Linked DNA regions of Anas platyrhynchos: region 1 is linked to region 2. A link is a contact called in public Hi-C data. All regions are on one chromosome and are shown on one strand. The core of a region is the stretch at or near the end of the contact, and the rest is flanking DNA. Distances in the headings are between cores, read along the strand shown. Region 1 holds the start of GJA10 (gap junction protein alpha 10). Region 2 overlaps MAP3K7 (mitogen-activated protein kinase kinase kinase 7).

The links. A called contact is a pair of places that touch in the nucleus more often than the background predicts.
Region 1: a Hi-C map of liver shows a contact between it and region 2, with 2.6 times the contacts expected there. The contact joins the promoter of GJA10 here to the enhancer-like site in region 2. A contact is called at or near these places in 2 of 8 Hi-C or Micro-C datasets (liver and skeletal muscle).

What each region holds. Positions count from the first base shown.
Region 1 is chr3:82,292,111-82,296,985 of IASCAAS_PekinDuck_T2T, forward strand. It overlaps GJA10 (gap junction protein alpha 10), which reads right to left and starts at 2,358. Exons shown (of 1, transcript XM_027452966.3): 1 at 712-2,358. The coding sequence starts at 2,239. The coding sequence ends at 902.
Region 2 is chr3:82,006,884-82,011,534 of IASCAAS_PekinDuck_T2T, forward strand. MAP3K7 (mitogen-activated protein kinase kinase kinase 7) reads left to right here. Exons shown (of 16, transcript XM_072036181.1): 16 at 8-3,036. The coding sequence ends at 188. Among named protein-coding and RNA genes, the nearest start is that of MAP3K7, 50 kb to the left of the region's middle. Within about 2 kb of position 3,223, at least 1 of the 8 cell types and tissues checked has an H3K27ac peak or open chromatin away from gene starts, as enhancers often do.

The sequences.
Region 1 (4,875 bases), core at 1,108-3,607, 280 kb after region 2:
TCACAGGCAGTTTGGTGGGGAACAATGTGTGAGAGCATTTTCTGCTTCTCACCGCAGAAGATTTTGGGGTTTTGTGTGTTTGTTATGCTTCAAATTTAATAAAAGCATGCATTTTTAGGAAGAGAGAGGAAAAATTAAGCAGAACTGACAACTTTGAGTATTGTGTGAAGCAATCTTCTGTTTCTTACATGCTCTGTCAAAAGATATTTAAGGGCTTGCTCCTGCAAGAATTTGTAAAGAAGTTGGGGGGGGTTGTTCTCAGGGGATAAATCCCGTGATCCAGGCAGTCAGAAGTCAAATTCATTTAAAAAAATAAAAATAAAATAAAAATCTACTTGGTGCTTGAAGGCAAGCACAAGACCTTATTAACACTGAGTGTAAGCAAGTTTGGACCAGCCAAAGAACAGGAACAGCTTCTCAGAATGCTTTTCTGTAGCTGTTGGTGGTGAGATCATGATAATTTGGTGTTTTATATGCAGAGGCTTTGGTTTCCCCTCTGGGCAGCTACCCTGGGGAGCCACCCGCTGGCCAGCCTGGGGAGCCACCCCTGGAGCCGAAAGAAGCCAACCCATCGGATGGTGGTGGCCTTCTGGCTGTTCGGGCGTCAAGAAGGCCGGAGCTGACTGAGGGACAGATGGCAGCCCTGGGGTGATGCGATGAGTGAAAAGGAGACACCTTTGGTGACTTGGAGACCCTCAGGGGTGCCCTGGTGATGCTTTGCGAGTCTTTGAATCCCTCAGGGATGCTTTGGCTCTCACCACACTGGGGGACTGATGTGCTGGGGGCAGCCTTCACCCAGCACGACCCACCACGCCAGGGCCATGCCAGGAAGCCTGGAGATGCCTCCCAGACCCCCACCTCACCCTCTTCTCCCCAGGACTGATCCCCAAGAGCCTCCCGTTCACCCCAATCCCCCCATTTTCCCCAGTTGCCCACCCGCCATCTGCCCCTTGGGCAGCGGGGTGCTACTTGCCATGGACACCCGTCGTCCTGTGGCGGCGGCAGGTGGCGGGGGGCTGCCTGTTGGACTTCCCTCTTGGCTCCGCTGCCCCTCACAGCCCGACGGGGAGCCAGCCCCAGAGCTGGTGTCAGAGCCCCCTGGGGAGGCAGAGCTCCGGTTGCCGCTGCCCTCGGGGCTGGCGGGCAGCACCCTGGAGAGGAAGCTGGACTTGCGGGTGCCGGGGCAGTGCCCACTGTCGGGGGACTCGCCGCGCTCCTCCTCCACGTCCCTGCAGGCGCTCACCCGGCTGTGCTTGCGGGGCAGCCGGCGGGACATCCCTGTCCCCGTCCCCATCCCCGCTGTCCCCACCATGCCTGGCGGAGCCTCCTCGCTGCTGGAGGACACCGGTGGCCTCTGTCTGCGGTGCTGCCCCGAGCCCCCGATGGCCGAGGAGGAGGAGGGAGGTGGTGGCGGGGAGGCCGAAGGGCGAGGAGGCATCACCGAGCTGCTGGGGGGGTGGCAGGGGACGGCTTGGTCATCAGCCCGGCCCGCTGGCCTCCGCGGCCGGCCCGCCAGGGTCTTGTGGATCCTGTTGAGGCCCAGGTGGGCGATCTCGAGGATGTTGAGGAAGAGGGAGACGGCGGCGATGCTGTGCATGAAAAGCATGAAGATGGTCTTCTCCGTGGGCCGGGACACGAAGCAATCCACCGTGTTCGGGCAGGGGGGGCGGGTGCACTTGTAAAGGGGGGGCATGTGGAAGCCGTAGAGCAGATACTGACCCACCATAAAGCCCACCTCGACCACCGAGCGGGTCAGGATATGTAGCACATAGGTGCGCAGCAGGGACCCCCTCAGGGGTGCCTTGTTCACCTTCTTCTGTTCCTCCAGCTTCCGCAGCTCCCTCTCTACCCTCTTGTGTTCCTCGGGCAGGGGCTCCAGGTCCTCCAGCTGAGCCCGCAGGTGGGCTTTCCTCTTCTGCCTCTCCTTCTCTAGAGCCCTTAACCTGTAGAGCGCGTGGCCCATGTAGACTAGAGACGGAGACGAGACAAATATGATTTGCAACACCCAGTATCTGATCAAAGAGATGGGGAAGGCTTTGTCGTAGCAGATGTTGCTGCAGCCGGGCTGCTCCGTGTTGCAGATGAACTCCGACTGCTCGTCATCCCAGACGTCTTCGGCAGCCACTCCCAGCACCAGCATCCGGAATATGAACAGGATCGTGAGCCAGATCTTGCCAACGATGGTGGAGTGGATGTGGACTTCCTCAAGGATGCTGCCCAACAAGTTCCAGTCCCCCATGGTCAGAAGTTCATGTCTGAAATGCAAAAAGTGATCTTAATTTAATACACAGATGGATTTATTTTCAAAATGGTCCTTTTTTTAAATATCTTTTTTAAAATAATGATGCTTCATGTATATTCTTTTGATAGCAGGAGAGCTTAGAAATTCATCCTTATTTTCCATGTAATGGGCTGTTAAATTAATGCCGACATGATTACTAGTGAAAGATTCAGATGTGAGATTATTTTAAGCTTAAGAGAGACTGCGTTCACCTATAAGCCACAATACTTCTTAACTGTCTGCAGTTTTACAGCATTTTCTTCCCACTGGGAAAGAAGATTTTTTTCTCCCCTACTTTGCAAATCCACTGCCAACAGTAGATTAATCTACACCCACTCTATGCTTGTCTGTGGCTATGCCACAGCTTTGCGTGAAAAACAACTGGAATAATATATCAGGCTCATTACTTTCATTTCATTGACAAAGTTTTGAGACGTATCCTAAAACTGTGACCAAGAAGAATTTAATTTGGTACTCCAAGGTAGTAGCATTATTAATGCCATCCGTCCATTATTATCCTATCTACCAGCATAGCAGTCCACAAGTTTCTACCTTGGAGTCCAAAACTACAAGTACATAGCTAATTTACACATAAATGTACATGTATAAATAGTCTCAGTTCTAGGCTATCATTCTTGAAGTCAGAGTGTTTCTAGGATTTCTATCTGGAATGTTATGCTTTGTCTTGATAATAAATTTAAACATATGAAATGAATAAAGCAGGAAATATGTAATGGGGTGTTGGGAAGGTTTTTAGCTGTGAATGTGAGATGATCTTTTTAACTGCCTCTTTCCCAGAAGCAATCTGATTCATCAGCAAACTGATCTATGTTCTGCTGCAGGATGCTTGATTCCAAGCCACTTCTCTAGAAGCTGTTCAGGAGCTCCAGATATTGTGGGGAATTGAAATGTAAGGTATTTGTGTATTTATGAATACATCACACATTCTATGTAGTATTCCTGGAATTCTTCCTGCCAACATGGCAATAAAATATTGAAAGCAACTATGGTCATATTCACTTAAGGGTTCTCACTTAAATTTTGTATGCTACTGCACTTTCAGAGCTTCCCAAATTCCACTAAACTACAACCTTTTGTAAAGTGCCATTTATAAGCTTCTGAAGAGCGGCTGGCTGCAATACCTAAAATCTTCCATGATCTTGATTGATTGCAAAGCTGAGTGATATCACTGTTATCAATATATCTTGGAGGTGATTTATGATATGATCCTGCAGAGCAAGAATCTGCTTGGAGGTTGTATTTATCCACACTGCAAGTAAAGATGTTCAGTTGTAACCAACAGCACAGCTTGAAAGTGCATGTACAGAAGAGTCTGTATTACATAATTCACCTTCAGTATGATCAGTAGAGGTTTATGCAGAGCAAGATCCCAACCCAGACACTCAAGAGGACAAGTACTAGTGGGTAATCCTTGCTGACTTGTTAGGTACAGCTTTCCCTGAAAGGTGGCTGACTGACAGCAGGACACAGCGGCTGAACAAAAGAGCATTGAGCAAGATGCTAAAATGTAAGTGCAGGAAATGAGACATGTTTTAGTCCTAGAGATGAAGAGAGATCATTCTTCTAGCACTAGGAATTGTCAATGTCCATTTTGGAACAGAAAGTTAATGTCTCTCAGGGTGAGGACAAGAAGAGGAGTATAAACTGTGTCTCTATGCAAGCGTTTGTTTCTTTGTTGTTGCTATCAGTATCTAAACAACACTGTCCTTGACTTTCCTTTACAACAGCTGACAGGGCAGGATAATTATAGGAATGGTCTAACTAATTCTCTAAGTAAGCTTACTATACCAAGACACTTTCCCATAAAATCTGCACTGATAGAACCACAGTATGAATATTTACATGGTAAATGTTCTGTAATAACATAATAATAAAAATAAAAAGGTAACCTATATCCACGAAAGCCATAGTTTCAAAGATGTCAGTCAAAACTACTTCATAGCCTTCTGTTTACAATTTATCCATCTTTCCTTCCCCCACCCCGGTCTTATTTGAGCCCAGTGTAACAGAGTAATTTCAGTTTACTGTAAGAGAGTAATCTAAAATACCAGAGATATCATTATTCCTAGTCTGACAAAATACACAGTTCTAGATTGTACAGACGTGGGACATTTCTCCTTATACAATCTGACTAATCTTCATGTCTGTCCAAATATTTTTATATGACAATTTTAAGCATTAACCATTCATGCATGTAATAGTTAGAATCAGATGGAAGTTCCCCATTTCTAATGGAAGACATTTCTTAATTTCTTGTTTTTGTTACTTCTTTACTTCTTCTAAAGTTCGTTTAATAATTTTCCACAATTCAAATCACTTTTGCCTTAAATATGTGCCAATATTTCATCAGAAGTGATTTGCAGAGTTAAACCTTCTTAAATTTTATCACATGTAAACTAAAATAGCACTGGAACGGATGGTCAAAATGAAGTACGGCACTGTCTGAATTCTCCTTTCGTCCTGCAGCCATTACACTTCAAAAGTAGCAATATATACATTTGGCATCCTGAGAACGGCCAGTCTGATAACACCTGTGAACAGGCTCAATTGATCCACTGGTTATAGCTCGTATT
Region 2 (4,651 bases), core at 1,973-4,472:
ACTGTAGACAAGAACTAATAGCAGAACTGGACCAGGATGAAAAAGACCAGCAAAACACATCTCGTCTGGTACAAGAACATAAAAAGCTCTTAGATGAAAATAAGAGTCTCTCAACTTACTATCAGCAATGCAAAAAACAATTAGAGGTCATCAGAAATCAGCAACAGAAACGGCCAGGCACATCATGATTTCCTGGGACCTTTCAAATGAAAAATATGCACAGAAAAGACTGATTTTTGTATTGTTATTATTATCCCTTATTATGACAACTCATGAGTGTAAGCTTCTTGGTGTGGTCTGTATTTGTCTGCTACACTTAACATCATTTAATTTTTTCATTTTCCTATGGTGGACATCCAGTTCAACAGGTTAACCCGATAAGGTGAGAAAACAGTGACTTGAATTAACCAACAGCCCTCAGTGTAAAGCAAGAACCGTGGCTGTATGCATGCTCCTTGTGTGAAGGCTAGCCTAACAAGTGTTAGAGGCTGCAAAATTGTAAGATCTTGGTTTTAGTTTTTGGTGTTACCTCGATAAGAGCAAAACAAAAACTTTCCTGTTTAAGAATGGTTTTGTTCCAGTGTCTCATCTCAAATTTATAATGATGATTATTTTCAGGACATAAACATGCACCAAGCTGCAGAGGTGATGTTGGCTGACCAGAGTAATTCATGATGCGTTAGTGATGCCTTTTACCTGTAGAAGTAGTATATTTTTTCCACATGCAAAATAATAGTCAAACTGATGCCAGCATCCTTGGTTCAGTGCTTGATAGCCCTGCATTTTGACTAATATATTTGTTGTAACCTTGCATTCATAAAATATTTGAAGTAAAAGGCTGTATTTTCTTTACTTTCTTGGGGGGAATGTCATGCAGTTCCATCTAGTTATAACTGGGCAGAAGTTATGAACGTGATTCACTGCGCAAAATTTATCCCCTGTATAAAAGAGGGAAACAAAAATGTGATAAAGTGTCTTAAACCTTCAAAGCTTTTGTCACTGAAGCATTCTTAAAAGGAAACTCAGAAAGCAAATTAAAACAAGATTGTAAGTATTCCCTTCATACCACTTACGGGAATATTTTTTTCTTTACAACTTAATTCCTCAAAAGTATTTGCCATAAATACAAGTAACTTTGTTTTGGATAGGAAGAAAGAGACTCGGGGAAATTAATTTTAAATATCAAATGATGCAATGGAGTTAAGTATGGAAATGGCAGAAGCTATTAAGAAAATGAGGGAAATGGCTTCAATCTTCATCAGGAATCTCAGTTACTCCACTCATCTGAACATACTTCCTTTGAAGTCCATCTCAGAATGCCTGCTGCCTTTGTGACTGAAGAATTGCATTTAATGAATTCAAGCAGAATATGTAATTATCAGTCTCATTATTTACCATTTCTACATGGGAGAAAACAACTACTCGTTTACGTTGCAGATTGATTATTTGGTTTATGAGTTAACTCCTAACTGGTAAAGAAATGAGGCATTTCTAAATATAATAAGAAATTATTCCTTACATAAGCTCCTGGTGTACTCAGTTATGGGCAGGGTTTTAACATTCTTTTGCAAAGGAAAAATAGAAAATTGAAATATAGCTGCTGAGCCCTCAAAGTAGGAGAGGTAACCCGACCTTTGATTTCTGCGTACTTGAAATGAATAATTATTTGTAGGAGCCCATTAACAGAACTTGGAGAAAACATTCATGGTAAAAATATCACAGTATTTTTCTCTTCCCCTTATAATAAACATCTTGTGAACGTATCTGTGAACAACGAAAGTGGCTGACAGTTTACTGAATGGTGTCATTCTGTCTTGAAAATAAATCTACTGTTGGCAAACTTCTGGGAGTAAGAAGTGCTTCCCTCTTTTACTTAAATAAAGGAAGGGTTATCATTCCCCAAACCTTAGCAGATAATTTGATTAGTTAGCTGAAACTGATATTGGGATCAACTTAAGGGCACACATATTTATAGCAAAATGTAATTGGTGGAGAAAATAACTGTAGTATTAGGAATAGCACAAGTTATCCAAAGCATTGCTGTTCGCATACATCTGTCCATCTACCAAAATGGACACACTCCGTGTTCAGCAGCTTGCTTAACATATGCTTAAGCATCCAGTAGGGCAGCATAAATGCCAACGCTCGACTTGAGATGCTTGGTTGATAATTACATACACAAAATCATTTCCCAGGACAGTTTTTATGCTTTGCCTCATCATAAAACAGATTTGTTTAAAATAAATCAGCATTGCATATGAAAAGTCACTTTATGGCAAAGTCTGAATAATGGAAGTGAATGCAGTGCTAGCTTTATGGTACCTAATACAAGCGTCACTTCTAACAGTTGTTTATGAGTTTTCAGAGTTTAGATTAAAAAGGGTCTCAGATTGTAAAATAAGTGCTGTGCTACCGGCCCGCTGTTGAACTTGGCTCTGTTCACTATTTAGGTTATATTGCTGTTCTTGCTATTTACAAAGGGAATTTGGAGTTTGACCTTTGGCTTTCAAGTTGTCTCTTTCTTAATTGCACCTTTTTTTTTTTTTTTTTTAATTATTTGCCTATAATTTTCAGTGAGGTGTTCTGTGTGGCAAAACTTGTGTATCAAAAAAGTGTAGAACATAGCAGTTTGGGCAACTAAGAGTTTAACAGCTTAATTTTCTAGTGACTTATTATTTTCTTAAGGCTCTTGTTTGAAAGTTGTTTACAAATGTACTTTTATTTTTCTGTTAAGCTATCTGGAGTGTTCAGGAAGTTTTTCATGTACTCTTTTGTCCAGTTAAAGCCGTTCCTCTAGTAATGGAGGTGAAACATCTAATTTTTGTCTGGGCAGTGCCTTCTCAGAAAAAGTAACAGGCTCTGCTTTTTGTTAAAGTATGTGTTCTGTAAGATATTGTATAATTGAAAGTATGCTTCTGTACACTGTGCAGTTCTACCAAAAATGCTTTTTTAGGCTTATTTGTGTTTTTTTTCTGATGAGAAGTTGAAGATTGTAATTCAAAACTTGTATATAAAATGGTGAATGATTTCATATGATTCAGGAATGAGCAGTGTGGCTTTCTGCTGGAGGGTTTTATTACATTTTCAGGAATCTAGTTAATAAAAGCTGAGAGACTTCCACAAACATGTAATAGTGCCCCAACACTTGCCAGGACATCCTTGATCTCTGATGAAATCCCACACTGGCTGGGGGATAATCATCATGCAGTTGTTCCCACCACCAAACGAAAATTCTTCTGTTATTAGCTCTTCCCTTCCTGTGTGCTGAAGTAGGGTGTTGGATGAATAGTCTTGGTCATGACCGAATATCGAGATATTTTAAGAATGCCACATCTTTTATACTGGTGCTCTGTAAAAAGATGAGCGCGATCTTCTCTTGTTCAGTGTGGATGAATTCCTTCCCCTGGAACTTCTCTATTCTAGTCATAATGGCTTTTATTGTTTAAGAGTTTCCTTTGACATACCATAGATGGATGCAACCTGTTAACTGTCTCCTTGCCTGTGAAGAAGACAAAATCATGCTTCAGATCTGTTTCAAGCTGCTTTGAACAACTTGGGCAATACAGGTACCCACTTGACCCCTCAGAATGCGTTTCCATGTGCTGAACTGGTTGAAGAGGAGAATCATTAAAAAGCTAGTCTGTGTATATGTTTATGTGCATTTATGCGTACTGCTAATGTGTATAGGTATGGAGAACTGCAAGTATCAAATCCACATTGATAGATTTACTTTTATTACCAAAATCTGCTGAGCCTGAGACCGGTAAGCCTGCTGTAGTTACCTTTTAGTTACTTTTAAAATGTCACTAGATGAGCAGTGCTTTCTGCCTGTGAAGATAAAGTTCCAGAGATAAAGAAGATAAAGACAGATACATACAGATTTGTGCATGTAAGAGCATACATTGATTATCTTCTGTGCCTGTGTGACCCTTTTCTGCTTGCAGGGACAATTCCAATCTCCCACTGCACTTTGACAGATTTGCTACAAATATTTTGACTTCACACCTGCACTCTGACTAGTCATGGGGGCATACTTAAATTCAGTTTTGCTCTTTCATTAAACCAAATAATTTATCATTAGTAATAAAAAGCTGTCTTAAAATACTTTAAAATCACCGCTAATCCCAGGACTTTAACCTAAACAAGTATTGATGTAAAGCACACAGCTATGATTTTTTTTCATTAAGTAGCTAAAAACTTGCGATACTTTAAAGGGATAAAATGGGTTTGTGTTCACATCATTAGGCCTGCTTTGCCATTAACCCCTTTCCAACTTGGAGAGTGGTGGTAGTCAAAGGCAGCTATGGGAACTGCTGCCTTTAATAGGTGGAAAGAGGAGCAGAATGATGCATGAAGGCTGGATAGGTTTCTAACTTCTTATCAAGCAAAAGGCACTGGCAGAGGCAGAGCTGGACAGGGGTGGAATGGAGTCCCTGCCTTGTTGGGGTCAAAGTGCCAGGAGAAGATGGGGGCATGATGCTGTGTGCCCCAGCTGTGCCATGCCCCTGCCAGACTCAGCTGTTTTCCCTCAGACCAGCAGTTGGTGTTCCCAGTGTAAATACAAATCTCTTAACACTGGCATGTAAACCAGGGGAAATGCAAGGATTTTGCCATTTCCCAAACTCTTTTCCCTTCCAGCAGCGTTGAAAGG